Linked DNA regions of Lactuca sativa: region 2 is linked to region 1. Evidence: chromatin contacts called from public Hi-C data. All regions are on one chromosome and are shown on one strand. The core of a region is the stretch at or near the end of the contact, and the rest is flanking DNA. Distances in the headings are between cores, read along the strand shown.

The links. A called contact is a pair of places that touch in the nucleus more often than the background predicts.
Region 2: a contact with region 1 is called in a Hi-C map of leaf, with 4 times the contacts expected there. The contact joins the promoter of LOC111890499 here to the promoter of LOC111890528 in region 1. A contact is called at or near these places in 2 of 4 Hi-C or Micro-C datasets (both in leaf).

What each region holds. Positions count from the first base shown.
Region 1 is chr6:145,765,776-145,769,967 of Lsat_Salinas_v11, forward strand. It overlaps LOC111890528 (growth-regulating factor 11), which reads right to left and starts at 1,480. Exons shown (of 4, transcript XM_023886633.3): 1 at 746-1,480; 2 at 469-615; 3 at 139-349; 4 at 1-45. The coding sequence starts at 980.
Region 2 is chr6:145,979,434-145,983,859 of Lsat_Salinas_v11, forward strand. LOC111890499 (protein CANDIDATE G-PROTEIN COUPLED RECEPTOR 7) reads right to left here and starts at 2,002. Exons shown (of 1, transcript XM_023886606.3): 1 at 262-2,002. The coding sequence starts at 1,790. The coding sequence ends at 480.

The DNA.
Region 1 (4,192 bases), core at 230-2,729:
TGAGACAAGGGTGTCTCACTACTCTTTATAAACCATTCATGACACCTTCATAAAATGTACACCAAAATCAAAACAAACAAGAGAAAACCCATTTCATATTATTTTATTTTATACTTGTAATTAAAGTATAAAACTCACCTGGTTTGCTGATTTGATGAAGTTGCAGTGGGATTATGAGTTGTATCCACAGGCTTTCTTGAACGTGATCTGGTCTTGTGGGCATGGCGTTCGCAGTACTTCTGGTTGGGACCCACATCCTTTGCACACCTCCATTTTTTTCCATCTGTTCTTCTACACCTCCATGGCTCTGGATCCGACCCGTTTGAGAATCTTATTCCCGTACTCGTCCCTATTAATAATCCCAAATCGTAGTTTTTAACTTTTTTTTTTATTCTGAGCATTTAAACAAACAGTTGGAGTGCATAAGGAATGAGTTACTATTATGTAAGAGAAAGAAAGAAAATGTACTGTTGGACTGAGTGGATGAAGGTAGGAGGAGCTGCGGAGGAATAGGAATGGAAGCCATTATGTACTTGTAGATTAGTGTCTGCCTCTCGAGCTCTTGCCACTGTGTCGCTGTAAAAAGCACTTTCCCAGAAGCTCCGACAACTCCATCTGTAACAAAGTGTATGCAATGTAAAGGATATCACAAATTCACAAGCAATATCAAGAAAAAGTTTTTTAATTTAAGAACCTGTAATCGATTTGAAAGAAATCCCAGATGCAAGTTGGTTAGTGGGATTACCCTGGTGGACGAACTGTTGGCTGCCATTGTTACCATAAACACCACCAAAATCGTGATGACGATACTGGTTTATGTTTATCAAGCTCATCTTTTTACAAGGATAAGACGGTTCGCTGTTCAAACCCAACCCAACATCACACTCTAATGGCGACACCGCACCGCCACAACCACCACCACCACCACCACCGCCACCGCCACCGGCGGCGCCACTGGTTCTATTACTATCATTCCTCATTTTTCAAGAAAATACAAAACCCAGATTCCGATGGGGTTTGTCTGTCGTCCCGAAGAAATCAAAAGGGTTTATAGAAGAGAGAATTTAGTTGCTTCCTATGGTTCCAACATTCGCCCATGGAAGAAAGCAACAAACAGAAAGTCCAAAATTTGGTCCCCTCTTCCTTCTGTCTCTTTCTTAATTTGTTACCCTTTTCAATGGAAACGTGTATCGATACCGATCTCAATCGTCCTCTTCCATGAAATAAGATAAGAACGTAGTTATGATGATTTCATTGATCTTTTTTATTTAAAAATAAAAGAGATAGCTGCGCATGGGCCAAAACGATGTGCAGATAAAGCTTGGTTTTAATGCTTGTAACATTTGGGTGTGTCAAACTCTATAACAACTAACAAGGTCACCCGTGTTAGTTTCGTGGCGAATCTCAATGGATGGGTGTCTATACTCTTTTTACACATATGTTCTCTAGAGTCTAGTGTCTCTCCTATCTCATTTTGTAATTTGCTATTATTATATAATTTTGCTTAAAAAAATGTTTACTAGTATATTAGTGATTCAAATTTAGATCCTTTTATTGATTTTTGTCATTATAGATCTGAAATTATTTTTTATGCCTTTATAATTTATTTATTTTTATTTTTTTTAATTGTAATATTACTTTAATATTAAAAAACAAAAAAATAAAAATTAACACCAGCCACCCACCCCCACCGTCCTCACTATCCCTTCTACAATACATGTCTCACCCCAAGTGATACGTGTCAGGACCCCAGGTGGGGAATAGTTGCTGATTCAGGACGAGAGGCCGCAACGTGGGCCGATTATGTGTTCAGCAGCGATAGCTAGACGCTACCTCTAGCAGAGATGCGCAGGTTATGTCGCTTATGTTATGGATACCCGGGAGAAGGGTAAGGCGGTCGTCAATGATGTGTCAGTGGTGCGGGAGTATCCGGATGTTTTCCCATAGGATTTGCATGGAATACTCCGGAGAGACAGGTGGAGTTCAGGATCGACATAGTTCCAAGTGCGGCTCTGATAACCAATGCACCATATCGGTTGGCTCCTCCCGAGATGCAGAGTTTTCTACACAGCTGTAGGAGCTGTTAGACAAGGGATTTATCAGGCCGAGCAGTTCACCCTGGGGAGCCCTGATCTTATTTGTGAAGAAGAATGATGGGTCACATCTGATGTGCATAGATTACCGGGAGTTGAATAAGGTGATGGTGAAGAACCGTTACCCACACCCGAGGATTGACGATCTCTTCGACCAGCTTCAAGGAGCATCTTGGTTTTCCAAGATCGATTTGCGTTCAGGCTACCATCAGATGGGGGTCAGAGACGAGGATATACAGAAGACTGCTTTTTGGACTCACTATGGTCATTGCGAGTTCGTGGTGATTCCCTTTAGGCTCACCAATGCTCATGTCGCATTCATGGACCTTATGAACCGCGTGTGCAGACCGATGTTAGATCTGTCTGTGACAGTCTTCATCGATGACATCTTGGTTTACTCCAAGACGCAGGAGCAGCACGATGAGCACTTATGAGAAATGTTGGATACTCTGAGGAAAGAGAGCTTGTACGCCAAGTTCTCCAAATGTGAGTTCTAGTTACGCGAGGTACAGTTTCTGTGGAACCTTGTCAGCCAGAACGGTATTTTGGTCGACCCGGCCAAAGTGGAGGTCGTGATGAGATGGGAGGTTCTGAAGTCTCCATCTGAGATTCGAAGTTTCCTCGGTTTAGCAGGCTATTACCGGAGACTCTGTGACGACCCAAATTTTTAAAAGAAAATTTTCATTTTTAATTAGTCAAACATATTTGCATAAACCATGAAATCCCAAAACAATTTTTTTCAAATCCACATTCAATACAACTTTATTTAAAAACATCAGTGTCCCATAACATATCAGTCAGAGAGAGAGTGTGTGTGTGTGTGTGTGTGTGAAAGAGAGTGTGCACACCACGCCATCACGCATTGCCCTTGCCCTTGGGCTCAGATGTGCCTGAAACAAATCCACAAACGGTAAGCTGAAAGCTTAGTAAGTTCCCCAGAGCATACCCACACACAAGCCATATACAACATATCATACTAGCTAAAACAACTATACATATCACATAAGCCATGCATACCACAGATAGGGATACTGTGGACTCGTCCCCAGGGTCTTACTCCAGGATGCCATGGGCTCCCCACATAGTCTTACACCTAAGTGTTATGGGCTCTCCCATGGTCTTTAATAGGAAAGCCATGGGCACTCCACATGGTCTTACATCCAAGTGACATGGGCTCTCCCATGGCCTTTGATAGGAAAGCCATGGGCTCTCCACATGGTCTTACATCTAAGTGTTATGGGCTCTCCCATGGTCTTCTATATAAACATACCACATATACTACTAGCATACTTCCTAGCTCATATCAACTATCATGCCAAATAATACCATTCCAGCTAGTACACTACATATCTGCTGAATGCGAAAGCTGCTTTCCTAACAGTCCGTAACCTCCTCTGCTGAATAATAATATTAATCAATGTTAGGACTTCACTTAATCAAATGAAAACCCAAACCCCAAGTCCCTCCAAAAAGGCCCAAATATCCTTTCTTTGTTAATGGGCCCAAAGTCCATATCCATAATCATTAATGGGCCTCTTGGCCCAATAAAGCCCTACCATAACACCAATGGCCCAAAACAGATAAAATGGCCCATTATTCTAAGAATGTAAACAAGTCCAATAACCAAATGAGGCCCAACAGTTCAAAGGCCCAAAAAAGATCCAAGCCCATCTGTGATGCGTACGCGGAGCGTACCACCCTGGTACTTGCAACGTATTGGGGCTCTGGGGCTTACGCGCAGCGTATACTAGGTTACGCCCAACGTACTAACAGATTCTGCAGTTTTTCAATTAAGTACTTAATACTCAATTCTTTTACGTCCAAAAGTCAGATCTAAGCTTATTAAGACGACCTAAGGCATAAAGTTGGCAACTTTATGCCTTTGCATGCCTCATATGTTCCTAACACCCCCATTAAGACCTTTTTAAGGTTCTTAACCCATGCATGAGGTCAAAACACCCACCAAGACTCCATTTTTATGTTGCAAACGAACCAAAGGACCTCAAATCTGTCATTTCCATCCTCTGGAGTTGCTCAACTCACAAAGGAGATCCAAAAACAACAAAGGGGACAAAACTAGAAAACCATAGCTAGATCTA
Region 2 (4,426 bases), core at 752-3,251, 210 kb after region 1:
TTCATACACTAAATCGACAAAGTTTTGTTGAATAAAAACTATTTTTAATACCAAAATAAGATTGTGTCATTGACATTGATTAACCAATGAGATTAGTTTTCGTTCTCCAACAAATGAAATTGTCATTGAAGATGAAAACAAGCATTCCCATATATTTTTCTTTCTTTTTATTCTTCTCTTCATAACGATAAAAAAAATAAGACAATATTACCCTTTGACCATATCTCTATTTCTCAAAATCAAGATTCACCTCAACACATATACAACACAAAACAATAACGAGTGATGTATTATGAATAGAACAAAGAACATGACAAATAAAGACTACTTACAAAACTGTATCATTGTATCAGATACATCATCATACACCAAGAATAGTTGTAATTGTAATAGTATAGAAACAGATTTCAACATTTGTATTCGACATTCCTAAACAAACCTGGAAGAAGAAGAAGAAGAAGAAGAAGAAGAAAGGCAGATCAAAGTTCAAATTCATCTTCAAGTTTCAATTGCTCTGATGCAGCTTCTTCATCATCATCATCAACAGCAAAGTAAGGATTATGAGCTTCTGGTTTGAAATTGTACCCAGTGAAAACGTAAAAAGCAAGAGTGGCTAACTCAGCAGCTACTACACTAGTCCACAAATACTTATACGAAGTGATAGTCTCCAATGCATACACCACAACTCTTGTGAAGTAAATGTAGCAGATAACCACAACATAATATTGTCTGAAGAGGGTTAATTTCATCAGATTAACAGCTGCTTTTCCATCTGTTCTAGCTGCTTCTCTTAAGTTCTTGATTGACCAAACAATGGGGAATAGAACAGCACAACAACAGACAACATCGACTAGTAGAAAAACCTGCTTCCATGTCACCCAATCTTGTCCATATGGCCCTGATTCATCGATCACGACTTGAGCGATGTTGGCGACGACTTGAAGTGGGATCACAATCATTAACACCTTCTTTTCTTTGTCTTGGAGATAGGGTTTCAGGAACGACCATCCAGTTCCAATTAACACAATTAATGTGAACAATGTGATTCCTTTCAGGAAGCTGAAAATGTAGAACAGAACATCCCATCCATGGGCGCTACCAGTACGCTTGATATAGGATTTATCTTCGGCTTCACATACCAAGTTTAATGCTTTCAGGACCACAACAGCAAGCATAAAGAAATGGATTCCGAACACAGTAAGACGTTTTTTGTACAGAAAGTAAACCCAAGCTGCTGCCATAGTAATGTAAATGAGGGAGAACAAGAAATAAACCCTTGGGAGAACGGTAATTCCAGCAGAAAGGTAATCGCGAGTGTTGGACTTGCCATCGAGATTGTACATAGCAGATCGGACGTCCATTGAGATCTTAAGCTGAGGAAGACAGTTAGCAAACACAAGAGTATACTGATCGGCATCCGATTGGAGATAATAATGATCAAAACCTTTCGCATCTTTCGCTATCGAATTCAAATTGTAAACTTCTTTAATAATATTGGATTGAAGCGCACACGCTATCTCCGCATCTTCGATCTGTTGGAGAACCTGAAGCCATGAATCACGCGTGCAGAGAAAAAAACCTAATTTGGAGAGGTCAGGGTCTGCTGTGGAGAACGATAGTTTGGAAACGTTGAGTTCGAGTCTGCCATTGTGAGTGAAACCGAATTCATCGAAGGGGATGATTGGTCGGGGGTCGGATCGGATCTCGGTGAAACGAATTTCCGCGGTGGCGATGGAGATGAAGGCGACGAGGATGAGGAGGAGGAAAGAGGAGGAAGAACCGGAAGCCATTGATCGGAGATCTGAATCGAAATGCTCAGATCTGTGACAGTTGTAGTTGTGATTCTTCCTTTGTTTGATATAATCGGAGTTGAAATTGGGATTACGACGGTTTAACAAGTATATATATTAATGAGGATTTGGTTTGGGATCTGAGAGCGTCGGTGGGTGTAGCCGCGTGCGTGTCGTGAAAGGAAACGTACAAAGGAAAGGAAATATGGATACATTATCATTAAAAATAGAGGTTAGTATTTGAAAATTTTGTCTTACAACACCTAAAAAGTAATTTAACTATTTAAAAAAATACAAAATTTTATGATGGGGACTTATGGGTTTTTTTTTAAATAATGATTTAATTTAAGAATAACGTTTGGTCAAATACTATATGGATTGTCTTTATTGTATCCAAATCAAATTTGGTTTTATTGTGTAACTCGATTAGAAGTAAGAGGTTAAGTATCAATAAAATGTTCAAAATACCTCTATTTTACCTTTTTTGTTATTTTGTAAAATAAGTAATTATAGAGACCAACTATGAAGATTATAAAAAAAATTAAGAGGTTCTTTGCTTCACATTTTAAAAGAGAGTGGTAAATCATATTATTTTAATGCTCCATGTCAATTCGTCTTAATGTTTATATTAGAGGTCAATCGTGGAACACTAACAATATTTTGGGTGTGTCAAGGCTTGAACCTTACCCCTTATGTGTAAAATTTCACTCATCAACCGCTAAACTTCCATTGTGGAGACCTGTTTCACCTCTTATCTACATTGGTTAGATTTAGAGTATTACTCTGATCCGTTTTATTTTTTCCTATTTAAGGAGACAAACTAAGAGTTGCTACAAGTGTCATAAATGTAATGAAGGCGTGAAAGTGTTGGAATAAATAATGCCAAGTCTATTGGCATACATTATGGATACAGTCAAAGAGAATAAACTCACAAAAGACTTTGACAATGTCAAGGATTTTCTTGAATTTCCCCAATGATATTCCCGGACTTCCATCGGATTATCAAGTGGAATTTCGCATAAATTTGGTATTGAGAACCGCACCAATTGCAAAAGCATCGTACTGCTTAGAACCTACAAAATTGAAGGAATTGTTGACACAGTTACAAGAGTTGTTAGACAATTGCTTTGTGTAACCGTACACTTCACCTTGGAGAGCCCTGATCTTGTTTGTAAGAAGAAAGATAGATCGATGAAAATGTGTATCAATTACCGTGATCTCAATTAAGTGACCGTTAAGAATACGTATTATTTACCCATGATTAAAGACATCTTTGATAAATTGCAAGGAGCAATTTATTTCGCAAAGATATATCTTTGATCCGGTTATCACCAGATGATAGTAGGAGATGCAGACGTGGATAAGACGAACTTCCGACCTAGATATAGACATTTCGAGTTTTTCGTGATACTTTTTGGCTAAACTAGCACGCCCGCAAATTTTATGGACCTTATAAATAAGGTTTGTAAGCCACATCTTGATAAATTTGTGATAGTACTCATTGATAATATTCTTATTTACTCGAAGTTGACGGAATAATATAAATAACACTTGAGACTAGCACCTGGAACATTTAAGAAAGAGAGATTGTATGCAAAATTCTTAAAATGCGAGTTTTGGATAGAAAAGGTACAATTTCTTGGTCATGTAGTAAATAAATATGGAATAAAGGTAGATTTATCAAAGATTGAAGTTATTATGAAGTGAGAATCACCAAAGAGTCCACATAGAGCTGATAAGTTTTCTTGGATTGGTAGGTTGCCATTCATTGAGAATTTCTCAAAGATTACAAGCCCCTTAATGAATATTACCAAAAAGAACTTGAAGTATGTTTGGATCGGCGTCCACGAAAAATCATTTAAAGAACTTAATAAAAAGTTATATGAGGCACGCATTCTCACTTTACCTGGAGGAGTAGATGATTTTTCTAATAAATAGGTCTCCCACGTATGAGTTCTCTATTCGATGTAGTCTCTGATTGGATGATTTGTTGGCACCCTTCTTATTCATTTTAGCTATGTAAGGCTTACATGAAGTGTTGCATCAAGGAAATATGTCTAATGTGTTTCGTGGAGTCCATGTAGCTAGGGAGGCTTTGGAGTTTTTTATAATTTTTATGCAAATGATGTAGTTTTGCTTTTTGGATGGTCTCTAGATAATGATATGCATACTTTGCATTGTTTTTTCCTAGCCTCGAGGCTCAAGATTAATTTACTAAAAAGTAAATTAGTTGGTGTTGGAGTTTCTTTTATGAAGGTGGAGGAAGTGACAATGTTGGTTGGACGTGTGTCTATTCATCCACCGTTCATTTATTTGGGTCTTCTTGTTGGTGAATCAATCTCTTGGATGAATGTATGACAAGGTCTGTTGGATCGCTTCATGTCTAAGCTTTTGGTTTGGTAAGTGAAGATGCTTCCAATTGGGGGTAGGCTTGCTCTTCTTAAGTTTGTCCTTCGTAGCTTGGGTTCGTACTATTTTCGGTGTGTTTAGTGTTCTTGTTACATTTGAGAGCTTATTTTTTTGGGAGTTTATGTTAGAGAGGGGAAGTTATAATAGATTAGGCGATATTGATTTATTTCTAGCATACATTATAGGGTGTAGGTGTTGGGAGTTTGTGGTTCTTTAATAAGGATATG